Linked DNA regions of Pan troglodytes: region 2 is linked to region 1. A link is a contact called in public HiChIP or PLAC-seq data. All regions are on one chromosome and are shown on one strand. Each heading gives the region's core, a stretch centred on a gene start, on an enhancer-like site or on the middle of the called end of the contact. The rest is flanking DNA. Distances are from core to core; before and after follow the strand shown. Region 1 holds the start of TOGARAM1 (TOG array regulator of axonemal microtubules 1). Region 2 holds the start of FKBP3 (FKBP prolyl isomerase 3).

Region 1 (5,190 bases), core at 1,152-3,651:
AAGTAAGTTTTTAGGGCAATTGTGTTTACCCTTAAGTTCAGCTAAAAAAATTAACATATGTAGCACACACATTCCTATAATTCACTAATTTAACTACATTCTTGAAATTATTGAAATTTTAAACTTGTTTTAGCTGAATTTGCAATTTTCAATGTATCCTTAACCACTTCCTTTTAACTTTCTGAGGTGTACTATTAATAAAACACCTAATAGTGTATTCTACTATTTAAAAATTGATTATAAATTTGTACTCTCTCTCTATATGATTAAATCCAAAAGGCTTTTTAAGTCAATATACGAGAAATTCCTAGATTTCCAAAGATTAAAAAAAATCTGCTTCGTAATAAAAAGAATACACACTCAATGAATGAGATTTATGTTCCACAAAATAACTCTAAAAGATAATCAGTAAGATGTGATGCTGATGAAGTCCCGTTTCCTAAATATCCACTATGGAGACTAATGCCTCTTCTAAGTCTTCAATCAAAGAGACAAAATGTAACAGATAAAAAATAAATTGCAATCTGTAATGTATAGTGATCCACAGGGATCTAAAAAAACAAGAAACAAAAGGAAGACTCATCTTGCTTTGTTCCCAGGAAAAGGGCATGATAACTGCTTAAGTATCCACGTCTCTCATTTAAGACTTTCGAAGTTCCTTTTCTGTGATTCCATGATTACCACACAACCTCTAGTTATTAACTTGGCTTCCCAAGTTCTTGGATACAAGAAAGAGTGCACTGGATTTTCAACTTGAAAATTCTGATCCAACATAAACTGGCACTGTAATGTGTACATCATTGTCTAGGTTAGTTTGAACTGGGTTCCTCAAGTCTGGGCAATACATGACTAGAAGTCTACACATTTGAGCTTCTTAGGTTGGAACTGTGAGAACCAGACACTTTCTCATTGACAACTGCTACAATCATTTCTTGTTTTTCACCTCCCTGTCTTTAACCTGTCCCTAAAATGAAACATGCTAGCTAAACCTAATTTAGGCAGATTCATTTAAACACGAAAATGGCTCATTAAAACCAAAGTAACAGCCTAGAATTTAAACCAAAACATAGGATGTATATTTACACAGCCTCATTTACATTAATAGTCTATTCCCCACCCCCACCCCCCAAAAACAAAACAAAACAAAACTGATATTCAAATCGTACTTTAAGGCAAAAATCCAGAAATTATTTTTGCACTTGCATCAGCTGGGAGCATTATTTATAAAGCTGTTTGGCATATGTGACTCATTTATTCCAAGACTTTAAAAAGTATTTAAGAGAAATCCCACCTGGTACAGAGCAGGGTAGGAATACTTGCATTTGAAGTGCATAAATTTGGGTCTTCAAATGATAACTTAGACTTTTCGCACGAGTCATTCAAAAGTAATTGTATTATTCCTTCAAAAAAAAAAAATCTCTCTTCCACACTCCAAAGCATTCAGGCTCACACTAGACACTCCAGCTCTTCCACTGTGTCCGTTTAAGTATCACTTATGAGAAGGAGAAAATGCACACAAAATTCTCAGTTCGCCTAAAATAAATAAATGTCTACTATCATTCCTAAATCCACAAGGCAGAATTCTCTTAGAACCATGATGCCAAAAAGAACTTCCACCGCAAGTGAAATTGTCTTCGCAATCTCTGTCTCTAGGAGACTGAAAAGCTGCAGAGACGCTTGAGGATCCTGCAGGGAGGCTAGGGCGGCAGACCGAGGGGGCGGAGGTTAGGGGAGAGTCCCACAGAGGAACTGCATTAGAAGGAAAGATTTTGATAACGTCTAAGGGAGAGGCGGTTAGCTACAGGGGAAAAAAAACAGACCTATTTCCATATTATGTACGTTGTAAAGAAAACGCAAAGTGATGAGGGTAAGGAAACGTTGCCAAAAGCAAACAAACAAAAACAAAAAAAATTTAACCCTCTGCGGCCGGAGGGTTAAGAGAAGTCGACAAAAGGAGAAGGGGGAGGCGAATAAAGGCCCCAAAGACCAGGAATTGAAAAAAAAATACCCGATTTGTGAGCTTGGCCGTGGTCCAGATCTTCTGTCCTGATAAGCAGATGGCAAGAGGAAAGGATCGCAGTTACTCAGGGTGGTAGAGAGTAACGCGTTTACAAGGGTGACGAGCCCTGCACAAGAAGATGTCGCCTCTCTTTCCACCTGCTCCGCTCAGTCCTTTGCCTCTTACTCTAGCACCAGTGGCATTCGGGCAAAACACTGCCAAAGCCTGCACCGCTGGAGGACAGCAAAAGGAAAATACCTGAGTCCCAGTAATCACACGGGCAGCGACAGGAGGAGGATCCGCGGACAACTGGAGCCTGGGCTGGATCCTCACTAGCTCCGGTCAAACCCTAACTCTTACGGGTGGGGCGGGCAACTTCCGCCCAGAGCAAAGAAAGCGTCACATCCGTCAAATGTCTTCACCCCTCCTCCCTTCTCCGCTGTAGCTACGTTTACAACGTTCTGACTTCCTCTTCCAGGAGACTTTGGCCTAGTCTCAACACCTGACGTGGACTACATAACCCAGCATTCATCACGGCAAGTGGATTTCCGGGTCAAGAGGTCCGCGCTGGGTACATCACCATGGAAGCAATCGGTTTGGTCACGTGGTGCCCTTGGTTACGCCCGGTGGCAGCTGTGGGGTCTAGGGCTCAGACGGGGGCCATTTTGCCAGAGGCTGCCTCCCGGAGTTGGGGGCGGCCTGGCGGCAGGCTGAAGCTGTTCTTTTGCCTCTTCTGCAGCTTGGGGCTTGGAGAGGATCTGGAAGTCTGGGCTCCATCGAGCCCTTTGGAGACAGCAATGGTTTCTTCCAACCACCACCACCTGACAACCCTGCATGGCGGCTGCCCCCTCCGCGCTGCTTCTGCTGCCGCCCTTTCCAGTCCTCTCTACCTATCGGCTCCAGAGCCGCAGTCGTCCTTCCGCCCCAGAGACTGATGATAGTCGAGTTGGGGGCATTATGAGAGGAGAGAAAAACTACTACTTCCGTGGAGCTGCGGGGGACCACGGTTCCTGCCCCACTACAACTTCGCCTCTGGCCTCGGCCCTCTTGATGCCCTCGGAGGCAGTCTCAAGCAGCTGGTCTGAGTCTGGAGGCGGTTTGTCAGGGGGAGATGAAGAGGACACTCGGCTCCTTCAACTCCTCCGCACTGCCCCGGATCCTTCTGAGGCCTTTCAGGCTTTGCAAGCTGCTTTGCCGCGGCGGGGCGGTCGACTTGGCTTCCCCCGACGCAAGGAAGCTTTGTATCGGGCACTGGGCCGAGTGCTTGTGGAAGGAGGTAGTGATGAGAAGCGGCTTTGCTTGCAACTTCTCTCGGACGTTCTCCGGGGTCAGGGGGAGGCAGGCCAGCTTGAAGAGGCCTTTAGCTTAGCACTTTTGCCTCAACTAGTTGTCTCGTTACGGGAAGAGAATCCAGCCCTGCGGAAAGATGCGCTGCAGATCCTTCATATATGTCTGAAACGTAGTTCTGGAGAGGTGCTGAGAACGCTTATACAACAAGGACTGGAAAGTACCGATGCCCGACTTAGAGCTTCCACAGCACTACTGCTTCCCATCTTGCTTACTACTGAGGACTTGTTGCTTGGTCTGGATCTCACCGAGGTGATAATATCCCTAGCCCGAAAGCTTGGTGATCAGGAGACAGAAGAAGAATCTGAGACAGCTTTCTCCGCACTTCAACAAATTGGGGAGCGACTTGGCCAAGACAGGTTTCAATCTTATATTTCTCGTCTGCCCTCTGCCCTGAGGAGACACTACAATCACCGCCTGGAGTCCCAGTTTGGAAGTCAGGTTCCTTATTATTTGGAACTTGAAGCCTCTGGATTTCCTGAAGATCCCCTTCCCTGTGCAGTGACTCTTTCCAACAGCAATCTTAAATTTGGGATTATTCCTCAGGAGCTGCATTCACGATTATTGGATCAGGAAGACTATAAGAACCGGACCCAGGCCGTCGAAGAACTAAAGCAGGTGCTGGGAAAATTTAACCCTAGTTCTACTCCTCATTCTAGTCTTGTTGGCTTCATTAGTTTGCTGTATAATTTGTTAGACGATTCTAACTTCAAAGTGGTGCATGGCACACTTCAAGTCCTGCATTTACTGGTTATTCGCCTTGGAGAGCAGGTACAGCAGTTCTTGGGACCAGTTATAGCAGCTTCTGTCAAAGTGCTGGCGGACAACAAGTTGGTGATCAAACAAGAATACATGAAAATCTTCCTCAAGCTAATGAAGGAAGTAGGACCTCAGCAGGTGCTTTGTTTACTCCTGGAACATCTCAAACATAAGCATTCCAGAGTGAGAGAGGAGGTGGTGAACATTTGCATCTGCTCCCTGCTGACCTATCCTAGTGAGGATTTTGACTTGCCCAAACTGTCCTTTGATCTTGCCCCAGCTCTTGTAGATAGCAAACGCAGGGTACGCCAAGCAGCTTTAGAAGCTTTTGCCGTATTGGCATCATCAATGGGCTCAGGTAAAACCAGCATCCTTTTTAAAGCTGTGGATACAGTTGAACTGCAAGATAATGGAGATGGAGTGATGAATGCTGTGCAGGCCAGATTGGCTAGGAAAACCTTACCAAGGCTCACAGAGCAGGGATTTGTGGAATATGCAGTACTGATGCCATCTTCTGCCGGGGGTAGGTCAAACCATTTGGCACATGGAGCAGATACGGATTGGCTTTTGGCTGGTAACAGAACTCAGAGTGCACACTGTCACTGTGGTGACCACGTGAGGGATAGCATGCACATTTATGGATCTTACAGCCCAACTATCTGTACCCGAAGGGTATTAAGTGCAGGAAAAGGAAAAAATAAATTACCATGGGAAAATGAGCAACCTGGAATCATGGGAGAAAACCAGACCTCCACTTCCAAGGATATAGAGCAGGTATGCTTCTCTAATTTTCTTGAGTCGAAAGTGTGAAGAATTTAAATGAAAATATGCCCGTGATGACTTAAGGGTCAGCCTGCTTGAGGGAAACATGTTATGCTTTGTTTTAAATCGATTTTAAATCCATTTGAATGTTGGTACTCATTATAATGGTACAGATCACAAAGGACCATTTAATAGGCTTCCTGCTTGATAGATTTAATTAAATTTGAGACACATGTGATATAGACAATACCTAGATTCAGTTTTAGTTACTGTAGCATGTCAGTTTATCTCATTCATACAACAAACATTGAATACCTAGTAGG
Region 2 (5,190 bases), core at 1,935-4,434, 170 kb after region 1:
AATCTCAGCATTTTGGGAGGCTGAGGCAGGCGGATCACCTGAGGTCAGGAGTTTGAGACCAGCCTGGCCAGCGTGACAAAACCCCATCTCTACTAAAAATACAAAATTTAGCTGGCCATGGTGGCGCATGCCTGTAGTCCCAGCTCGGGAGGCTGAAGCAGGAGAATTGCTTGAACCTGGGAGGCAGAGGTTGCAGTGAGCCGAGATCGCACCACTGCACTCCAGCCTAGGTGACAGAGCAAGACTCTGTCTCAAAAAAAAAAAAAAAAAAAAAAAAATCCTAGCTGTCTGACACTAGACAGGGGACTAAGCTTGTCTAAAGACTCAGCCTCCATATCTGTAGTGGAAGATTAATAACAGCGTCTACGTCAAAGAGTTAATATAAGGATAAAATGCAAAAATCCATTTAATGCATTTAGCATAGAGCCTGTCACACAGTAAGAACTTAATAAATATTGGGATTATGATTAATTCTGTATTTAATAGCTCAAGGTAACAGCGGAATTCCTTTTCTTTCAAATATAAGACTGCTAAGATGGCAGATGGACACTAAAATACTACTGCTGAAATAGCAAGTCGTAGTATAACTTTATCTGAAAATCACGTAATTGTGAGGATTTCGATAACTTCTTTGTTTCCTTATTTTATTCTGCTTCTTTTTCTGCCTTGTGCTCCTTGCTTAATTCCTAATTTTGTTACCTTCTCAAAGTTGTCCTTTGGCATCTTCTAAGCTTTTGATAAAGCAGTTAACATTATTAGCAGTTAACAGTTAACACTATCACTATTGTATTTTTTTTCTTTTTCTTTTTCTTTCAAAGATATGTTCTAAATAACAGCTGATGGGGAAAGGAGACAAAGTTGACTAAACGGAAGTAATCAGTTACCTTTAGCATGCTGGTGGTTTCTTGTTAAAGATTCCAGAAAATACCCAAAGCATAAAAGCATAAACATCTCTTTGATATCTTATGATTAATAAAATAATTATTGTCAAGTATAGGTCTAAGTGTTAATGATCACCGGAGATTATTATTATTTTTTTTTGAGGCAGAGTCTAGCTCTGTCGCCCAGGCTGGAGTGCAGCGGCCCAATCTCGGCCCACTGCAACCTCCCCCTCTTGGGTTGAAACGATTCTCCTGCCTCAGCCTCCCCAACAGCTGGGATTAGAGGCGCCCACCACCAGGCCCAGCTAATTTTTTTTGTATTTTTAGCAGAAATGAGGTTTCGCCACATTGGCCAGGCTGGTCCTGAATGCCTGGCCTCAAGTGATTTGCCCGCTTTGGCCTCCGAAAGTGCTAGGATTACAGGAATGAGCCACCACGACCGACCGAGACTATGCATTTAAAAGATTAATATGTTATAAAAACATTTTGATAATCCAAGTCTGTTGAAATTGTTCCACGTGGCCCAGTTTTACATACGATTCCACATGGCATGATTTGTTTCATAAGAATATGATGGATGAAGTACATGACTGAGGTATTATTAAATGTTAATGATGTCTATTCTATTGTTTCAGATGAAATACGAATTGGCTTAAGAGAAAATAGTTCCATTAAAATGGGGTAAGATCCCCGACACATGTTCTTTCTTTTTCACCCTTGTACCTCCAAACACTGAGAATAGTTCTTGTTACAGATGTTGTATTAATATCTGCTAAATTAATCTAAGATGCGGATGCCAGGATAATAATTAAGGAAGAAGGCACTGGAAGTTGGAGAGTTCTTCTATCTCCCTGTCATGACGCCCGCCCAAAATGAAAATAAAATATAAGCTTCTCAAAATAACCCAGAAATAGTGGCTCAGGCCTGTAATCCCAGCACTTTGGGAGGCCGAGGCGGGCGGACCACGAGGTCAGGAGATCGAGACCATCCTGACTAACACTGTGAAACCCCGTCTCTATTAAAAATACAGAAAATTAACCTGGCGTGGTGGCACGCGCCTGTAGTCCTAGCTACTCGGGAGGCAGAGGCAGGAGAATCCTTTGAACCCGGGAGGCGGAGGTTGCAGTGAGCCGAGATCGCGCCACTGCACTCCAGCCTGGGCAACAGAGAGAGACTCCATCTCAAACAAACAAACAAAAAAACCCAGAAACAGTTTTTCTAAAAGAAAAGTTTAGAATTTTAAAAAATGTATAGAAAACACAAGCAGGCTGCCGCTTGTAAGAGAATGCTGCGTGCACAACTATTTCAGCAATTTAACAGATGCATGAATGAACTTATTTTCCAAAGGAAAAACAAGTGTGACAAAAATAACTTGACTATAGACGGATGGTTAAGATGGAGACTATGCTGACAAATGGAGAGCCTACAGTATAAAGCATTTCAAATAAATTTCTTAGTCTGTTTATAACAATGACAGACCACTGCACAAGAGAAATGTGCATGTAGCTCCCTTAAAGTATAAAGGTGAAAAGGTCATTTAAAGGGTCGATATGTTAAATCAAAACTTAAACCACAACCTACGGATTTTTTAAAAATCACACGTATTAATGTTCAGTATTTAGTAAACTGTTGAGAAAAGCAAGTTGGATACACCGTTCCCACAGAAATCTTCACATCCCTTCCCATTTCCCTAGTAGCCGGCGCCCCGCTCCCAGGAGTCTCATCCACACCACTATTCCTCGGCCTCTCCGCCCTAGCCCCCAATATTCTCGGGTTCCTATTTTTCTGGCCTCCACCCTCACTCAAGGATCCCAATGAGGTTCTAACTCTACAATTGCAGCCTGTGTGCCCCAAGAAATAAAGCTGCTCCCCTGCCCCAGTAGAGAACGCCCGAGAGGCGGGAGCGAGGCACCAAAGCACAAGCTGGGCCGCTCCGGCCTTCCAGGCCACCGGCCGCGGGAAGACGAGGGCGGGGGCACAGAGGAATACGGAATGTATGGGCATCTCCAGGGGGGTGAGGCGTCCCTCAGCAGCACCAGCCCGGCCGCCCCTACGCCTCCGGTACCGAATCTGAACCGTGTTCCTGCAGAAACTTGATAATGTCCTTCTTGGGCAGCTGCTCACTGCGCAGCTGCTCCACGGTCCACGCCCGCTGTGGAACGGCCGCCGCCATCTTCCCCCGCTGCCTCCGCTTTACTGAGCCAGCCCGCCGCAGTTCGGCATCGCCCCGCCCCCTAGGGCGGGGCGTGGCCACTCACGGAGGTCGAGGGGCGGGCCTCTGCTCTAGCAGTCGGGATTGGGGCCTGTCTTTGAGTGACGTCAAGGCTGTGCTATGAGGGCTTCTTTGTTGAGTCCGGGTTGAAAAACCTACCGCGGTCGTCTCTGCAGTCGACTGAGTAGAAGACCGCTAGAGATCTTCGATTCTGAATTAGACCCCTTGTGAAGCGACCTCTGATGGTAGCGACATTTATCAACCATTACCCACATTTAAGGCAGCTATGCCTTTAAAGTCCAGTCTATAACCTGTTAAAAGAAAACAGCATTCAGGCTCCTTATCTCGTTTTATCTAGTTCTAGCCTAAAAAGTCACACCTGAAGTGCTTCAGTCCTTGTCGATCCGAAAACCCATATCCCACCATTTCCCTTTTAAAGATCACACAACCGAAACTTAAATACAAACTGCCCATCCCCTTCCCCCCATACAAATACGAGAAAGTTTGTCCAAAACGAAGTTCAGAAACTTGAACAAATAAAACAATTTATAAAGAAGCCGCACTCAGGATGCCACTTGCTGATGAGAATGACATTATTAATGCTTGTAACTCTGTGATGTATATTTTTTTCTCAGTACACGAGGAAACAAATTTACAGAGGTTACTCAAAGTCAGGTTTAGAGAGAAGTCAGGAATTATTTGAGATAGAAATCTTCGTTAGAGTGGAATAATTGCACACCGACGTTTATTATAATGCTCTTATCTATAATAAAGATTTAATAGTTGAACATCAGGACTCCTTACTTAAAAAAATCTAGGCTGACTCTGGGCATGTTGCCTATGAGTTAGCTCTGCTTTGCAAGGAGCATTAAAAAAAAAAAATTCTGACGAATAGCTGGACCAGACCAGGTTCACTTCCCTTTAAACAATGAAAATATTAAAATAATGGGTTGTCACTCCCAGCGCGGTGAAAAAGAGACTTGGCATTTTGTTTTCTCAGCCCAGATAGAGATATAAGACAAATTATTCCTTCTACACATTTTTGCTTTTCACTTTATATTCTGATTTAAAAGTACAAGGAATGAGGCACGTTAGACGCTCAATAACATTAAGTTCCCAAATTGATGGCTATTCCATTGTCCCCGGGTATGTAATATTTTACAATAAATCTCTATTATAACATTTTAAGTGATTTATCACGTTAGCAATGACGCCCAGCCATCTAATCATTGGAAACGGAACTTAAATTTAGAGTTTGTTAAAACAAAACACCGGAACTGCACCGGGGACCATATTTAGAGTAACGCCTTAATAATGCGCATGAGTCTCCGGGAGGGCTGTGAAGGTTTCCGGGAAGCCAGCCAATCATTCCCAACGGAAACTCAGTGGCGGCATTTTCAACTGGATAAAATGGCCTTAGTCCCGCCTTCTCGTTCCAGAGTTTTGTGCGAAGGAAACCGATGGGGATCGGAACCGTAGCGGTTGAGCTGCTGCTGCTACGGATATCTGACAGAAGCCTTCGGTGGTTGTCGGCCTAATGAGCGGACGGCAAAGAACGCTTTTTCAGACGTGGGGCTCAAGTATCTCCCGATCATCTGGGACTCCGGGTTGCAGCTCCGGAACTGAGCGACCTCAGAGCCCTGGCAGCTCCAAGGCGCCTTTGCCAGCAGCAGCGGAGGCTCAGCTGGAGTCGGACGATGATGTGTTGCTTGTCGCGGCGTACGAGGCTGAGCGGCAGTTGTGTCTAGAGAATGGCGGGTTCTGCACCTCCGCGGGCGCCCTGTGGATTTACCCTACCAATTGCCCAGTGCGGGACTACCAGCTGCACATTTCCCGGGCTGCTCTGTTTTGCAATACGCTGGCGTGTCTGCCTACCGGACTGGGAAAGACCTTTATTGCCGCTGTGGTCATGTACAATTTCTACCGCTGGTTCCCTTCAGGAAAGGTGGTCTTCATGGCCCCAACGAAACCCTTGGTGACACAGCAGATCGAGGCTTGCTACCAGGTGATGGGTATCCCGCAATCCCACATGGCCGAAATGACAGGTATCTTAGACTGGACTAATTTTGAAGTAAGAGCTGGGAATTCCTGACCCAT

What was found. HiChIP or PLAC-seq counts read pairs in DNA pulled down with a chosen protein or histone mark.
Region 2: an H3K4me3 HiChIP or PLAC-seq map of stem cell-derived excitatory neurons shows a contact between it and region 1, with 2.2 times the contacts expected there. The contact joins the promoter of FKBP3 here to the promoter of TOGARAM1 in region 1. A contact is called at or near these places in 1 of 7 Hi-C or Micro-C datasets (stem cell-derived neural progenitor cells) and 1 of 1 datasets of contacts at active chromatin or transcription factors (stem cell-derived excitatory neurons).

The regions. Positions count from the first base shown.
Region 1 is chr15:43,038,937-43,044,126 of NHGRI_mPanTro3-v2.0_pri, forward strand. It overlaps TOGARAM1 (TOG array regulator of axonemal microtubules 1), which reads left to right and starts at 2,402. Exons shown (of 21, transcript XR_010150936.1): 1 at 2,402-4,879. It overlaps KLHL28 (kelch like family member 28), which reads right to left and starts at 2,379. Exons shown (of 5, transcript XM_016926034.4): 1 at 2,009-2,379.
Region 2 is chr15:43,210,201-43,215,390 of NHGRI_mPanTro3-v2.0_pri, forward strand. FKBP3 (FKBP prolyl isomerase 3) reads right to left here and starts at 3,185. Exons shown (of 7, transcript XM_509926.8): 1 at 2,947-3,185. The coding sequence starts at 3,054. It overlaps FANCM (FA complementation group M), which reads left to right and starts at 4,404. Exons shown (of 23, transcript XM_509928.7): 1 at 4,404-5,138. The coding sequence starts at 4,631.